4 separate regions of the Mus musculus genome follow, and regions 2, 3 and 4 are each linked to region 1. The links are chromatin contacts, called in public HiChIP or PLAC-seq maps. All regions are on one chromosome and are shown on one strand. Each heading gives the region's core, a stretch centred on a gene start, on an enhancer-like site or on the middle of the called end of the contact. The rest is flanking DNA. Distances are from core to core; before and after follow the strand shown.

What was found. HiChIP or PLAC-seq counts read pairs in DNA pulled down with a chosen protein or histone mark.
Region 2: a contact with region 1 is called in an H3K4me3 HiChIP or PLAC-seq map of neural tube, with 4 times the contacts expected there. The contact joins the promoter of 4930445E18Rik here to the promoter of Basp1 in region 1. A contact is called at or near these places in 19 of 39 promoter capture datasets (the 3T3-L1 cell line, 3T3-L1-derived adipocytes, the HPC-7 cell line and 13 more), 64 of 484 Hi-C or Micro-C datasets (8-cell embryo, the AML12 cell line, B cells and 43 more), 29 of 115 datasets of contacts at active chromatin or transcription factors (the HPC-7 cell line, astrocytes, bone marrow-derived dendritic cells and 13 more) and 5 of 9 other capture datasets (adipose tissue, bone marrow-derived macrophages, embryonic stem cells and 2 more).
Region 3: an HNF4G HiChIP or PLAC-seq map of pancreatic cancer cells shows a contact between it and region 1. The contact joins the enhancer-like site here to the promoter of Basp1 in region 1. A contact is called at or near these places in 5 of 39 promoter capture datasets (the HPC-7 cell line, HPC-7-derived erythroid cells, hippocampal neurons and 2 more), 22 of 484 Hi-C or Micro-C datasets (the HPC-5 cell line, LSK cells, Th2 cells and 12 more), 16 of 115 datasets of contacts at active chromatin or transcription factors (bone marrow-derived dendritic cells, bone marrow-derived macrophages, embryonic fibroblasts and 6 more) and 3 of 9 other capture datasets (adipose tissue, bone marrow-derived macrophages and liver).
Region 4: a contact with region 1 is called in an H3K27ac HiChIP or PLAC-seq map of trophoblast stem cells, with 41 read pairs. The contact joins the enhancer-like site here to the promoter of Basp1 in region 1. A contact is called at or near these places in 4 of 39 promoter capture datasets (the 3T3-L1 cell line, embryonic stem cells, stem cell-derived epiblast-like cells and 1 more), 20 of 484 Hi-C or Micro-C datasets (adipose-derived mesenchymal stem cells, bone marrow-derived macrophages, cerebral cortex and 7 more), 15 of 115 datasets of contacts at active chromatin or transcription factors (bone marrow-derived macrophages, embryonic fibroblasts, embryonic stem cells and 4 more) and 3 of 9 other capture datasets (adipose tissue, embryonic stem cells and pancreatic islet).

Annotation. Positions count from the first base shown.
Region 1 is chr15:25,412,406-25,415,704 of GRCm38.p6, forward strand. Basp1 (brain abundant, membrane attached signal protein 1) reads right to left here and starts at 1,359. Exons shown (of 2, transcript NM_027395.2): 1 at 1,147-1,359. Gm48957 (predicted gene, 48957) reads left to right here and starts at 1,785. Exons shown (of 4, transcript NR_168943.1): 1 at 1,785-2,744.
Region 2 is chr15:25,290,046-25,293,500 of GRCm38.p6, forward strand. 4930445E18Rik (a long non-coding RNA gene) reads right to left here and starts at 2,129. Exons shown (of 3, transcript XR_875079.2): 1 at 30-2,129.
Region 3 is chr15:25,346,706-25,349,837 of GRCm38.p6, forward strand. No RefSeq gene overlaps it. Among named protein-coding and RNA genes, the nearest start is that of Gm36555, 16 kb to the left of the region's middle. Within about 2 kb of position 1,841, at least 13 of the 459 cell types and tissues checked have an H3K27ac peak or open chromatin away from gene starts, as enhancers often do. A contact at or near this core is called in pancreatic cancer cells, where this site is marked.
Region 4 is chr15:25,320,438-25,323,601 of GRCm38.p6, forward strand. No RefSeq gene overlaps it. Among named protein-coding and RNA genes, the nearest start is that of Gm36555, 10 kb to the right of the region's middle. Within about 2 kb of position 1,819, at least 49 of the 459 cell types and tissues checked have an H3K27ac peak or open chromatin away from gene starts, as enhancers often do. A contact at or near this core is called in adipose tissue, adipose-derived mesenchymal stem cells, bone marrow-derived macrophages and 2 more, where this site is marked.

The DNA of each region.
Region 1 (3,299 bases), core at 109-2,608:
CGCCACGTAAGTGGCCAGTGGTCTCGGCCAAGACAGAGGTGTGTCAGCTCCCGTGCAAAATCCTGAAATCGCACCCATGTGCGCTGTGCTCCTTTGAACAGCGTGAAAATCACTGGGGCAGAGGCCGTCCACCGAGTTCGCTCCAAGGCGGAAACGTCTCGGGGGGAAGCAGATTAGGAACAGGGCCAAGCGTTCGATGAATATTCATGAAAAGAATGCGGTCCCCAGCCACGCATTGTGTGCCATCCGATCCAGGGATTCTGGTTTTTTTTTTTTTTTTTCTTTTAATGGTGTGGGGAAGCGGGAACCAGACGTTGGGTTGTAGCGTTTGAGCTACGGGGGAAAAAATCTACAGAAATCTTGGCTTGCAGAAGGGTTGAGCCCGCTCGGGCCGCGGGCTGTCAGGTTCAAGCCCACACGCCACCCCTCCTTCCCCCAGGCTGGGGCGGCGGTGGAGGCGCGCGGCCCGCTCTCTGAGCGCAAGGCTCAAAAAATAAAATAAAATGCTGGCGACGTCCACAGGTTAGTGGGAAGACAGCTCAGCCGCAGACCAGGCTGGGGGCTTTAATCTGCCCCGGACGTGCACACCGCCTTCCGAACCTCGTGTTCCTCGGTTACCCTAAACCAAGATCCAGGAGTCCCGAGGGCCAAGCCACCCCCGCCCCTTCCGATCTGACCAGATTCCGCGTCTTCTTTCTCCCTCCCCACCCCACCCCACCCCCATCCTCCATCTTCTGTTACTGCGCCCCTCACACCGAGCGCCTTCTCCGTGGCTGTGCGGGTTCCGCTGACAGAAGGCTGGGTTCAGCCCACAGAACCGTGGCCAGTGGTCTCGGTGCTGTCACCAGCGGCTCCCCACCCTCCACCCCCTCCCTCCCGAACTCGGTTCGTCCGCCTCGCCGCCACCCCCTCCAAGTCCCCCACCCTACGAAAGGCCGAAGCTGTCCACCTGGGGGAGAGCATCACCTTGGATTTCCAAATGCGACAGAACCCACATAGAGGAATCCCATGCCCACTGTGTCTACACCCGGCCGCACCCCGGCTGCACCGTTGGAGAACCCTAGGCTTCGGGGTGGGGCGGGGCCCTGGGGAACCGGTGGCCCGGAGTCCGCGGTGGCCTTAGGGACCCACGGCGCGCCTCCTTACCGGCTTTGGGTGCCTGTGGCGGCCCTGGGTGAGCGCGGTGCCTCCAAGGGGCCCGGGTGGCTGGTGTCGTCCGGCCGGGTGGCTGGTCGCTCAGCAAAGGCTCTCTCTCTCCCGGCTCGACGGCGGAGCCCGGAGCGTGGAGCGAGTTGGAGCGCTGCCGCCACCGCCGTCGCCGCTGCCGCTACTGCCGCCGCCGCTGCAGCCTCTGCATTTCTCGATCGCTCCCCCTCCCCTTCCTGCCCAGCGCCCTCCCCCCCGCGCGTCCGCCCGCCCAGCTCCTCCGCTCGCCGACCCCGCCCGCCTCGCGCCCGCCCCTCCTCTCCCAGCCCGCGGCCCGCACCCCTCCCGCTCCTTTCGCGCCCCGCCACCCAGGAGGGGGTCCCCCAACTTCTCTCCACCAGCAGCCACTGCGCCCCGAGACGCCCCGTGATCCAGCGCCCCCCCCCCGTCACCACACCCGCACAGTCACCCCCACCCACTGCTCTCCACATCCAGATCCCTTACCCGCCTCCCCAACAGTCTCTGTCAGCCCCCCTCCTCCTATTCCCTCCTTACACGCCCCTCCATTCCCCCCCCACCCCACCCCCACCCCCACCCCCGGCGGGACTGTCTGTGGATTTCTCTCCTCTCTCTGTCTCGCACACATTTTATTTGAAAGCATTGAATAAGTAGCTCAGGCTCTCGCTCAGACTTAAGGGGCTGATGAACTACGCCCCCGCCGCAACCAGCTTTCTCTGCACCCCAATCCAGCCCCGCTCCAGACGACGGGCTTAGATTCTGCTATCACGTAGGCAGTGAGCCTGGGGAAGATGCGATGCCTCCCTTGAAACCATCAAGACAGATATCCGCTGGTTTTAGGGTGTCCCCCAAGGCAAGCATCTGGGACGCCTCCGGCATATGCTCGCCCTCGGGGCCCGACCAGGAGGCTCCAGCTTTGCAAGGCGCCACCGCCCAGAGCTCAGGTCTGGGTTGGAAGGGTGGGCGGCACCGCCTCAGGGTACGTTCTCCCGACTTCGGAGAGAAAGAAAGGAAGAAATGCACCCTAGGAAAAGGGGCTTCGACTTTTTGTGCCTGTGCTTTCATGGAAGTCACCAGCTCTCGGCTGCTTAAGATGCTACTCAGAAGCGCGCCCAGCCAGGCTGTGGCCATCCGCGCCAAGTCCTCGTGTCCTGGTCGACGAGCACTTTGGGTAGCACCGCGACACACAATAGCCACCACGGTTAGGAGATATGCTCGCTATGCTTACCTGTTGGCAAAAATAAAATGCAAAATAAAAATTTAAATTTGGAAACTAACACATGGTGACATCTTCTAGAACCACAGCTCTTTCTTCAGACAAAAGCCAATTTTACCATCCCGCAAACCCATTGAGCCCTGGAAGTTCCGTTCGCGGCACTTTGGCGCCCTCTGGCTTTATCAGGGTGGCTTGCTTGTTCTGCTTCGTCCTGAAAGAATAGCGGAGGGGGGGGGGAATGGAAATGTATGTTGCCTTCTTGGTTGGATCTCCCCTCATGAGTGAAGCACAGATTTGGGATGAGCTTGCCCTCCACGTCCGGAATAACGAAACACAACTACATTTAGGGAGACGAATGCCAAAGGTAAGTGCTGTCAAAATCGCAGATTGGGGGGGGTCACTTTTTTAATAGAAAAATAAATAACAGAACTTTAATAAGATTGGCAAAGGAAGTGCCACATCTTAAACCAAAAAGTGATTGGGGGGGGGGGTGAAAATATTTGTGGTGGCTGCCACTTCCTCCCCCTCCTTTTCTTCTTTCTTTCTCCTCCTCCTCCGTCTCCTCTTCTTCTTGTTTTTTTCTTCTCTTCCTCTTCCTCTCTATCTCCCTCTTCCTCTTCCTCTTCTTTCTCCCTCTTCTCCCCATCCCTACCCCTCTATTCTCCCTCTCTCTTTCTCTCTAGATAAATAGATATACTAATTGGTTGGTTGGCTAATATTTCTTTCAACCTTCTCTCACCCTCCCATCTTCCCACTGCTTAAACTAATTAAACAATCAAACAGTTCAAGAACAGGAAATCAAATCACAATTTAGCTATGATTTGAGGATTTCTTTCTCTTATGTCAGTATACCACCTATAAAGCTATTTGGTGTGCTATGGTTCCGACAACAGCACCAATTATAGCAACCAAAAATGTT
Region 2 (3,455 bases), core at 879-3,378, 120 kb before region 1:
CATATAAGGAGAAAGGTTCTTATACTTACGGTTAGTCGCCAGATGCAAGGGTATGTGCTGGAGGGAAGAAAATGCATTCCAGTGAAGGCGTCATCTGGAGATGTCATCACAGTGTTTGTAAGTACAGAGGCCAACTAGAGAAACTACTCCTTGGTTAGCTCAAGAGCGACAATCAATTAGTAAGTGCACTGAGAAGAAGAGTCCGTCTTCCTCCAGAATAAGTTCCCTAACTGGTTATCCAATACCTAAGACCACATATATATAAGGAACACTAAAAGGGCTCAGCAGGTAGTGTGCATGTCTCCGTGTGTGCCTGTGTGTCTGTGAGTGGGTGTGGGTGTATTTTCAGAGGTAAGGAGAAAACAGGAGAAGTTGAAGGAAAGAAAGGGAAAGTTATTTAAATGCAATACTCAAAAAAAATTTTAAAGAGAAAGAAATAAGGTGAAATGTTGAGACACCCATCTGGAGTTGACTGCTTGCTTGTTGTTAGGCACATACACAAGTGGTATTAAACACAAGAATGTGTTTCAATTCCAACATGACTTCCCATCTCCAATACCACTTTAGGCCAACCCATCACCTTCTCTCTCTGGACCTCTCTACTGCAGGATCTCCTGGCCAGCATTTTTATCCCCTCTGTTGTTCTGTAGTACAGCACAGCAGAATGGTGGCACTCAGGCCACGGTGCCTCTCTCCCTTCTGCTTAACAAACACACCTCCATGAACTTCTAAGTCAGAACGAAACCCCATTGGCTTACTCTGGCCCTGCCTTACTCAAATGGAGACTCAGTTCACACCACACTCCCTTCCTCATTCGATCCCTTCTGTATTGGCCTTCTTCCTAGCTTTCCTTCTGTCAAATCCTTCCTTTTTCTTCCTGCACTCCTTGGCTTCCTCCTCTCAACACACCATTCTGAGGTCTTCTTTAGAAGTGATGTCCCAGATACACTCTCAGTGAACTCCATCAACACACTACTCACAGCATGGCACCAGGCAAAGGAAAGGGAGGAGTTTGGCTTTTCAAAAGCACAAGTTCGATGCGGTCCCGCAGGGTATCTAAGTTTCAGCAGATACTAATCAGCATCTCGCCTACTGCATGTTTGTTTATCCGTACCTAGAGATGCTTTCTAGAATGTGGCTTCCCTGAGACACAAGGCTTTGCCTGATGTTTTCCTCATTCCAGCTCCAGTGTCACAATCAAGACCCCACCCATTTGTCCAATTGCTCAATCCAGAAAGACCTGGGCTTGATGAAAGCCTTCCCCCAGGAGGTATAGAAAACCAGGACTGCACAATTGGTGAATTAGCTTAGCAGGCATGCAGAGAGCACAGCAGCTCTCTACTGATTCTCTGACTGAGTGGGCACATGCTGGGATGAAACTATTCCAAGGACCCGCTCCGTGAGAGGGGCTGTTCATTAGCGCATCTGAAGTATAAACAACTTGTACGCAGCCAAACTAGAGGGCCAGCAGCAAACGAGGCTGCTGGCAAGGGTCCTCGCCCAGCGCCAGGCTTTCAATGCTGTTCCCATGAAAACCATTCCTCCTGCCAGGCAGTCAGCCTCCTGTCTCCTTGGGCACTAATTGCTCTGCCTGGTTAAACAATGTAGAAAACGCACTACCCTCAACGCGGCATAAGGAGGAATGGCAAAGAGAGCGGTGTTGGCTTTTCGAAAGCACAAGTTCTGATAAAAAAGGAAAACACAGGAAAATTTTTCCAAGAGAAGAAAATGTTTTGAAATGGCAGAAAATACCTCATCTGGAAGCAAAAGAACAGGTCAGACCTATAGCCTTGATGTTCTCCAAGAAGGCCACTCACTGCAGCCCAAGTGAAAAGGCATAGACTCAGGGATGTCTGGAATCTAGTCTTTGAAACGGTAAAGGCCTTTTGTTTTCCCTGCAAGTAAACATACTGTCCACTGAAACTGCACCATCCACACCCACTGGATCCCTTGCCGGCTATAAACAAAGACATTGAGTGGGCTCTGTGGCATTAGCTGTAATCCCAGCTATTCTAGAGGTTGAAGATACAGAGTCTTTTGAATACAGATGTTAAATACCAAGCTGGAAAACCCAGAAAGCTGTTCCACCCTCAAAAACTAAGACAATAACAAAAAAAAGAAAGAAATTAGTGGATATTGATATTCAAAAGCACACTCTCATATAAACATAAACAATGCATATTAATATTAATAAATTAAATATAAATACGAATATGCACAGCTGGCAGCTAATGACAGGCTTGGCTCTGAATAATTTTTGTCTGTCATAATTATCCACAGCACAAAAATATCTCCAATTTCCAAAACCACAATTTGTTCCTAAAACTCCTTAAAGTGATTATAGCCTTCTACCCAGAACTCTACAACAGAAAGTCACTCCGAAAATTACAGTGACAGCAAGAAGCGCAGACAAGGATCTGACCTCAGTTAATGCTTAATGTCCCCAAATCATGAGCAAACCAACTCTCTATAAACAGGGAAACAGTAAGGAAACCTTATTAACCTTATTAAGTATTCCTGTGATATGTTATCCAGTTAGCTAAATGATATTAATGAATCTGTCCTTTTCTCAATGAATCAAATAACATAGACATGCTTCTTCAGGTCAAGCCAATGGCTGGTCACCTTATTTAATGAGGAAATGATGTGTACCGTTTTTCTCTAGAAGTTTCTAAAACTTAATATTTATTTGCTATGCATGTTAATTAATATTGAAACCTAAAAGGAAAAATGCATTTTAATAACATTTGACAATGTAAGTAAATGAAATCACTCTCCTATACGTTGGAATGTTGAATAGTAGTAAAATAGATATTATTAAAAATATAAAATAAAATAAAACCTGCACTAGATAGGAGAGCACCAACCAGAAAACAGCAAGAGTGAATGGAAAGGAATAGGAAGGGCAAGGGTCCTATGGGACACGAACACAGAAGAAGCTGCTGAGGGTAGAAGACCACAAGGGAGGAATTGGAGGAAAAAGAAGAAAGACAGAAAAGACACAGCTAAAACAAATGTTGTCTGCAAAATACACAGGGAAAAACTGAAAACACTAAAACGGGGCTCATGATAACAATCTGAGCATTAGAAGGTTCACAGCAATACTCCCTACTCCCACAGGAGTTGGGAGCCTCCTCTTGTCCCATCTTTACTTTTCTGTTGCCACAGACAAGGTGCTGAGGCAAGGGAAGTTGGCTACTAGCTAGAAAGCCCTCTAACCCCCGTGTAAATCGGTAGCCAAGGACAAGCAGACCGCTCAGAGCTTGGAGGGAGAGAAGTGCAGACGACTTGGAGCTTAGGGGAGGAGAGAAGCATGTCTGAGCCAGGGGCTGAAAGGTTTGTCTGCACAGCGGCCACTCTGAACTCGCAGCCTTCTTAGGCATCTTCTCCACAGCTGTTGTCTTCCTTGAATCAGGTAAAGAGCAAACTGGAATCAAACAAAGCCTTGCAGAGAC
Region 3 (3,132 bases), core at 591-3,090, 65 kb before region 1:
AGGACTGAGCTGCAGCTGACTAGAAGCAGTTTACCACAGTCCCTACACCCTTCCGGGCTCTAGCTACTGCATCTCCTGGCTGTCTGGATGAAGCAGTAAGACACAATAAGAGTCCATGCTTCCATGTAACTGGGAATAAAGGCATAGGTGGTCACAGATGAAAGTTCTGCATTTCTACACTGTGTGTGAAGCACAATGTAATATGCTAGCACAATTGCCTACTTAATATCAAAGACTGATGCGACTTTCCTTGGTGCCAGGAGATAGAAGGATGATCGGAGGGAGGGGAAGGCACTCTTCATAATAGCATATCCACAGAGAACAATGAATATCTGCTCCGCAAAATAAAAAGGAGCTGACCTGTGAATGACACCAAGCATGCCTGAAGCTGTTCTTTGTGACTCCATTGTCTTTATGCTGGGCAGACATTTTGCCGTGCTATGTAGCCCAAGGACACTATCAAGGGTTTCTGAATCATGTGACTCCACTTGAACTTGAGCTGGGAGGTAGCAGCTCCTTATAGCTGACTGCCTTTTCCTTCCTCGCTTAGTTCCTACCCCCAACCCCTCCCCATGTGTGGTTTTTCTTCATGGGTTCAGTTACTCACAGGCAAATATAGCTTGAGAATATTTAATGGTACAATCTAAAAGCAAGCAATTCATAAGCTTTAAGCTGTATGAGTAGCATGATAAATTTTCCCTGGTCTGTCTACTCCATTTTAACTGAAAATATCTCTTTGTGTAGCCTCTATATAATACCCAATCTTTATATAATACCTAGCCTCTATAAAATACTCATCTCTATATAATACCCATCTCTATATAATACCAAACCTCTATATAACACTCACCTCTATATAATACCCCACCTCTATGTAATGCCCAACCTCTATATAACACTCAAACTCTAAATAATACCCAGCCTCTATATAATACTCACCTCTTAGTTGCTCTTGATTATTAGAACAACTGTTTGAATACCTCAGTGTTCATCTGCACTGGCCCTAGGACACCAGAATAGTGTTTGTCTTGTTCTTACAGTATATTTTTATAATTGTTCTGGTTTTACTATTATTGTTTATAATCTCATACTGTGCTTAATTTCTTAATTAAATTTGATCATGTGTATGATGTATGGAAAGGTCTATCTTATAGATGATACAATGCTATCTGTGATTGGCCTTGGAGATGAACAGAGTATGGTACTGAATAATGGGGCCCTAAGTGTTTCACTTGCTCCATTATCTTAGAGCATTGCTAGGCCAATTGCTAGAACTAAAAACTCCTAGACATCCATGTGTGGGCTTCATGACAAGAATTTTCTTGTATTGCCTTCCTAGTTTTCTTCTATGTATTTATTGACCCATCTTATGATGTCTCATAAGCCTGATCCCACTGTCCCCAGATAAGAGTGATGTCAGGATACTAATCCATTCATTAAAAGTTCTACTTTGTCTTCACAAAATACACTGCATATATTTCTCGTGTACAACTGTTGGAAATATGAGTGAGTATGGCCAGCAGAAGGTTCCACTGGGTAACTGTTCTTAACATAAACTACAAATTAAAAGGATGCTTCCCCATTGTGTGAGAGAGATCCAAAATAAAATGTCTACTTTTCATTGTCTAGACACATTTATAATAAAAATGTTTAAGATGATCCAACCCCATTTCCAGTCAGTCCTATTTTCATTTTATGGGGAAATTTTAAACTGGTTGTTCAGCACCTTGCCATTAGCATAGCAATAATACATCATGGACTTTGGCAGCTCAAACGGGTAAAGAAAGCAACGGCAACCATAGTGCCCACCCCTTCACTGCACTGATTACCGTGGCTGAGTTATTTCCCAACACATTGATGTGTGAATCATTCCCACCTAGCTCTGTCGGTATAAGTAACACAGGCACACACATGTGTTCTGGCCACTGGTTTGTCCACATACAAACTTAAACTATTCTAAAAGTCATGCTCTTCGATATCTCTGTCTTGTTTTTCTCCCTTTCCTGTGTTTAGTAAATATGAGCGGACCCTCTATGTTCTCACATGAACCTATTGTCTGCAGTGACACTCCCTCCTAAGCCCAGTCAGTGTTTCTCTGGAATGTTGCCCTTTCAGAGGTCTGACTAACTAGACAAACAGGTGATGAGTCTCCAGGCCTATTTGTAATACAAATAATAGTCTTTTGTCTTAATTTAATATATTAGCCATTGAGAATAGAGAGTAAACCTTATAAAGACCAAAAGTTTAATTCCCCCAGGGCTGTGGTATGGGAACATATCTCTTAGTCTAGAAGTCAAAGTTTCAGAAAATCCAGCCATCTTGAATACAAACAAGTAAGCAGAAATAAGTTTAGGGCACTAGCATAAGAAACCGGGAGAGAGAACTAAATCAGAAAGCAAGCCTACCTCTCTGGTTGCTTTCAGGACATACATCCAGCACGGTCGGGCCCAGTTTTTGGTCTTTCCCCACTGCAGTAATTCCAGAGAAGTAATGGAGGAAGTAGACCCAGATGTGAACCAATCCCATAACATGAAGAATTTCAGTCTCCCAGCTCCTGCCAAATCAGGGATAGAGCCAAGGGCAGCAAAAGCTCATATTTGGAGAATTCGACAAACTACGTCCACTCCAGGCAAACCTCCTCGGTGTTATAAGATATATGGATCTGTATAGGTCTTGGGGGAAGGTATCCTGAAACAGGTAACAGTTGGATTTTTCAGGCAGTGTCTGAACAGAATTTTAGAAGCTTTAGTTAGCTACAGATAGAACCCTTCTTCTGGCAATGGGCCAAGGACCAAGAAGCAGACTCTGTAAAAGATGAGGAGGTCTAGTTTAAATTCAATTCTGGAGAAGCAAAGCTGAGGGGCGGGACATAAATTAAGGGATGTGTTTCTGATCCTAAGTGGGGTTGAGGGGTAGATTGTGTCACAAGCCAAAGCCAGTGCCCTCACTAGCTTTAGTGCTGGACTTTCATAGTCTGAGCTCCCTGAGAAGAGGACTGGTCCTTTACCCAGGGAACAAGGATCAATATGTGGGAACAGAGTCTTCTCGAGGAGTAAAATGAGTAAGAAAGGAACCCAGTAGGAGCTGCTCAGGCGAGGAACAGTGCTATTGGGATCTGATTCTTGCATGGGA
Region 4 (3,164 bases), core at 569-3,068, 92 kb before region 1:
CTCTCCAGCCTTCCTTTAGGAACTATCTGGGAAATTTGTAACTTATGAAAAAAATTAATTATGAAATAATGCGTGCAAGAGCCTTCATATATTCACATTTAAAATTAACATGAATAGTGATGGTGTTCCATTCTAGGGCACTCACCCGTGTCTGACCGTTTTGGTTTAATTAAAACTTCCATCGTGGCTTTAGCCTGCGGCAATCCTTTGAATTGTGCGCCATGCCATCATTCTCTGTTCTGTACCCAGACATGTTGTGCTGACAGTTTTATTTCCCGGATGAACCAGTGTGAGTAAGCCCAAGAATGCAAAACTACCCTGTAGTTCTCCCTTTCCAGTTTGCCTTTGGGTAAAGATGTAACTAATTTCTGGCTGCTTGGCACGTAATTAAGAACCTGCAAGAAGACGGGGTTTAAGGGGAACACTGGTCAAAGGGGTCATTTGGAAAAGGTAAATCTAAAGGAAGCATAACATTTTGTAGAGGATCAAACTGGTGGCAAAGCTGTATTGAAAAGAGAGAGAGTTGGGTGGAAGGAAGGAGTCAGGAGGGAGACGATGAGAGTATCTGATGGGCAGAATTGCCAGACTGCTCCCACCATGATTAAAGTCAGCAGAGTAGGACAGCAAGTCTCCAAAGTCAAGATCATGTCAGTAATAGTATCTAAAAGTCAAACAGAAATAGACAAGAAGGGAAGAGAGAGAGGTGGATCCACCATATATGTAAAAGGAAACCACGGTAGGCTTGCTTTACAAGTAGAGTGCCAGTTAGAAGAGTACAATCTCCAATCTACTTGGGAGAATTCAACTTATCATGGTCAAGTACTGGGAAGGAACTTAAAGTAATTTGACCGCTTGGGTATTTCCAGGTTCTTTTTGGTTATAAAGTTAAGCAGTGTATTTAGTACTCATTAGAGCTATTTACACATATTCAAACTACTGTATTCAGGGACTCGTGGCCAAATTGTGTTTTCTGGGATTCATACAGTGATGTATGTCCTGTGATGAATCCTGGCTAAGGCATAATGTAAGAGCACTCCCTTTCTGAGGAGGCTACTAGTTCATGTCTTCAATTACCTATAGTTGAAAAGGCTTTTTAAGTTTTAAGAACTAGCCAGTCAGAGATAATACACTGTGTTCATTAAGTATCCAGCATTTGAGCTACGGTAGAGAAGGTGCCTCGGGCTGACAGTTTTAAGTTCTAGCAAATCTATCGAGCCATTTGTCCAGCCTGTAAAGTCTGGTAAATTCTGGTATAAAATTAGTAAAGTCTGAATCTGGGGAGAGGAGGAAGTAAATGGCTCAAAGAGAACTAGAATCAAGAAAGCGATAACAAGCTGTCAGCAAGAATAAGGCCCAGGCAAGACTGAGAAAACAGACTTCCCCATTCAAGACAAAAGGAAGCAACACAAGCAGCCTGAGACCCTGTAGGGAAGCATTAACTAGACCTACCTTCAGCAGAGTCCCTGGCTACACCAAGACACTGGACAACAGCACTACAGAAGTCGGAGCTCCCCATGGTCAGCATAACCTATGAAGGTGGCATTAGACTGTGGTCCATTGAAAATCTCAATGATGCAGAGACATATGTCCCGTAGCTTGTAGAGACAGTTAAATATATGTTTTAGCGATCAAAGAGGCAAGATTGCTTAATAATTGGCTTAATAAAAAGGCTTTCATTCCCTAACTATGCCAAGTAAATGAAGTGTTGGAATATCAAATGAATTCTCTGCCAATTATATGTTATATACTGAGAAAACAGAACTGCTTTTAGAACCAAGAGTTACCAAGATTGAGGAAATTCTAGCAACCAAGACAGGAACCTCCTTTCTTCACTTTTCCCCTTGGGGTGTTGCCAAGAGACCTGCAAGAGACAAGCTGAAAGAGCAAAGTCATGGGCAGGGTCTTATTCTGCCCAGAGAAGAGAGCTGGGAAGTTTAACCAGAAGCACCTCACTCACTAACGCCCACTACCTAAGGTACTTACAACATCACGTAAGAAGCCCACAGAGAGTCATCAAGGCAGCATACGTGTGTCAGATCTCAAAGGCAAGTTTTTAAAAAGATCCTTTAAAACTTTAGCCCTAGGATAGACTTCTTTTCCAAGAGAAAGTAAAGCCAACTTATATGATTCTACAGGTCGAATGATGACCTAAGCACCCTAAAACAAGAAAATAAATCATATGTTTGGTTTACACACAACACCATTCCTAACCCTGAGTTTCCTTAGGCAAGAATTATGTCCATAAACTGATTTGGCAACTATCACTTTGCATAGCATAGATATTAGTATGTTAGGTAGGCATTTAACATTCCCTAGGGACTCCACTGGAAGAAGGAAATGAAAAGCCAGACAGCAATAAACTGGAGTAGAAGGGCCTGTTGGACCACATACCAGACAACTCAGTAGTCTGGAGTTTCATCATCTTGTTTCTCTCGGGCCTGGGCTCCAGATATTATCTTCCATAGCATCTCAAACAAAACCCACTCTAGAAACAGTGTCCCAGGTTTCCCAAGCACTAAATCCAGAAGACCATTTAACTAAAACATTGTAAGTTAACCCGACCTTCAAGTAAGTGGGGATTCCGTTGCACCCTCTCTAGTAGTGTTTGATGACATTACTCTACAATGTCACTCACTCTCCAGGATGCTGCTGTAGAAGCCTTTCCCAAACTCCCTCTGCACACCCAGGAATTTGTCATAGAGAATATACCCTTGTTACAACCCATGTAGACAAACCCTCAAGTAATAGAGGGGCCAAACTAGAGAAGAAAAAAGAACAACAAAATAAAGTGTGTTCTGACAAGAATAAAATAGAACTCAAAGGCTAATTGAATGCTGAAGAAACTGTATCCAGTTTAGGCAGAGGAAGGTAAGGATGTGTCACCTCTGTCAGAAGACGAAATGGCAAGGCAACGAGCTAATGGTGAGGGCATGAGATCTGTACTGGCACAGTGGGAGGAAAGTCAGTTTGGTTCCATATGGCAAATTAGATATAAGACATAGAGGTGATCTGGCACGAAAGAAAAACCTATAAAAGTTTACGTGTGGTAGCTATTAATGGGATTGTGTTCAGCTCTGGGGCATTGAACAGCAGAAGAGCTGAGGAGACATACTGAATACTTCTAGATGGTTTCCAGATCAGCAACATGGCAAAGGAACATGCCC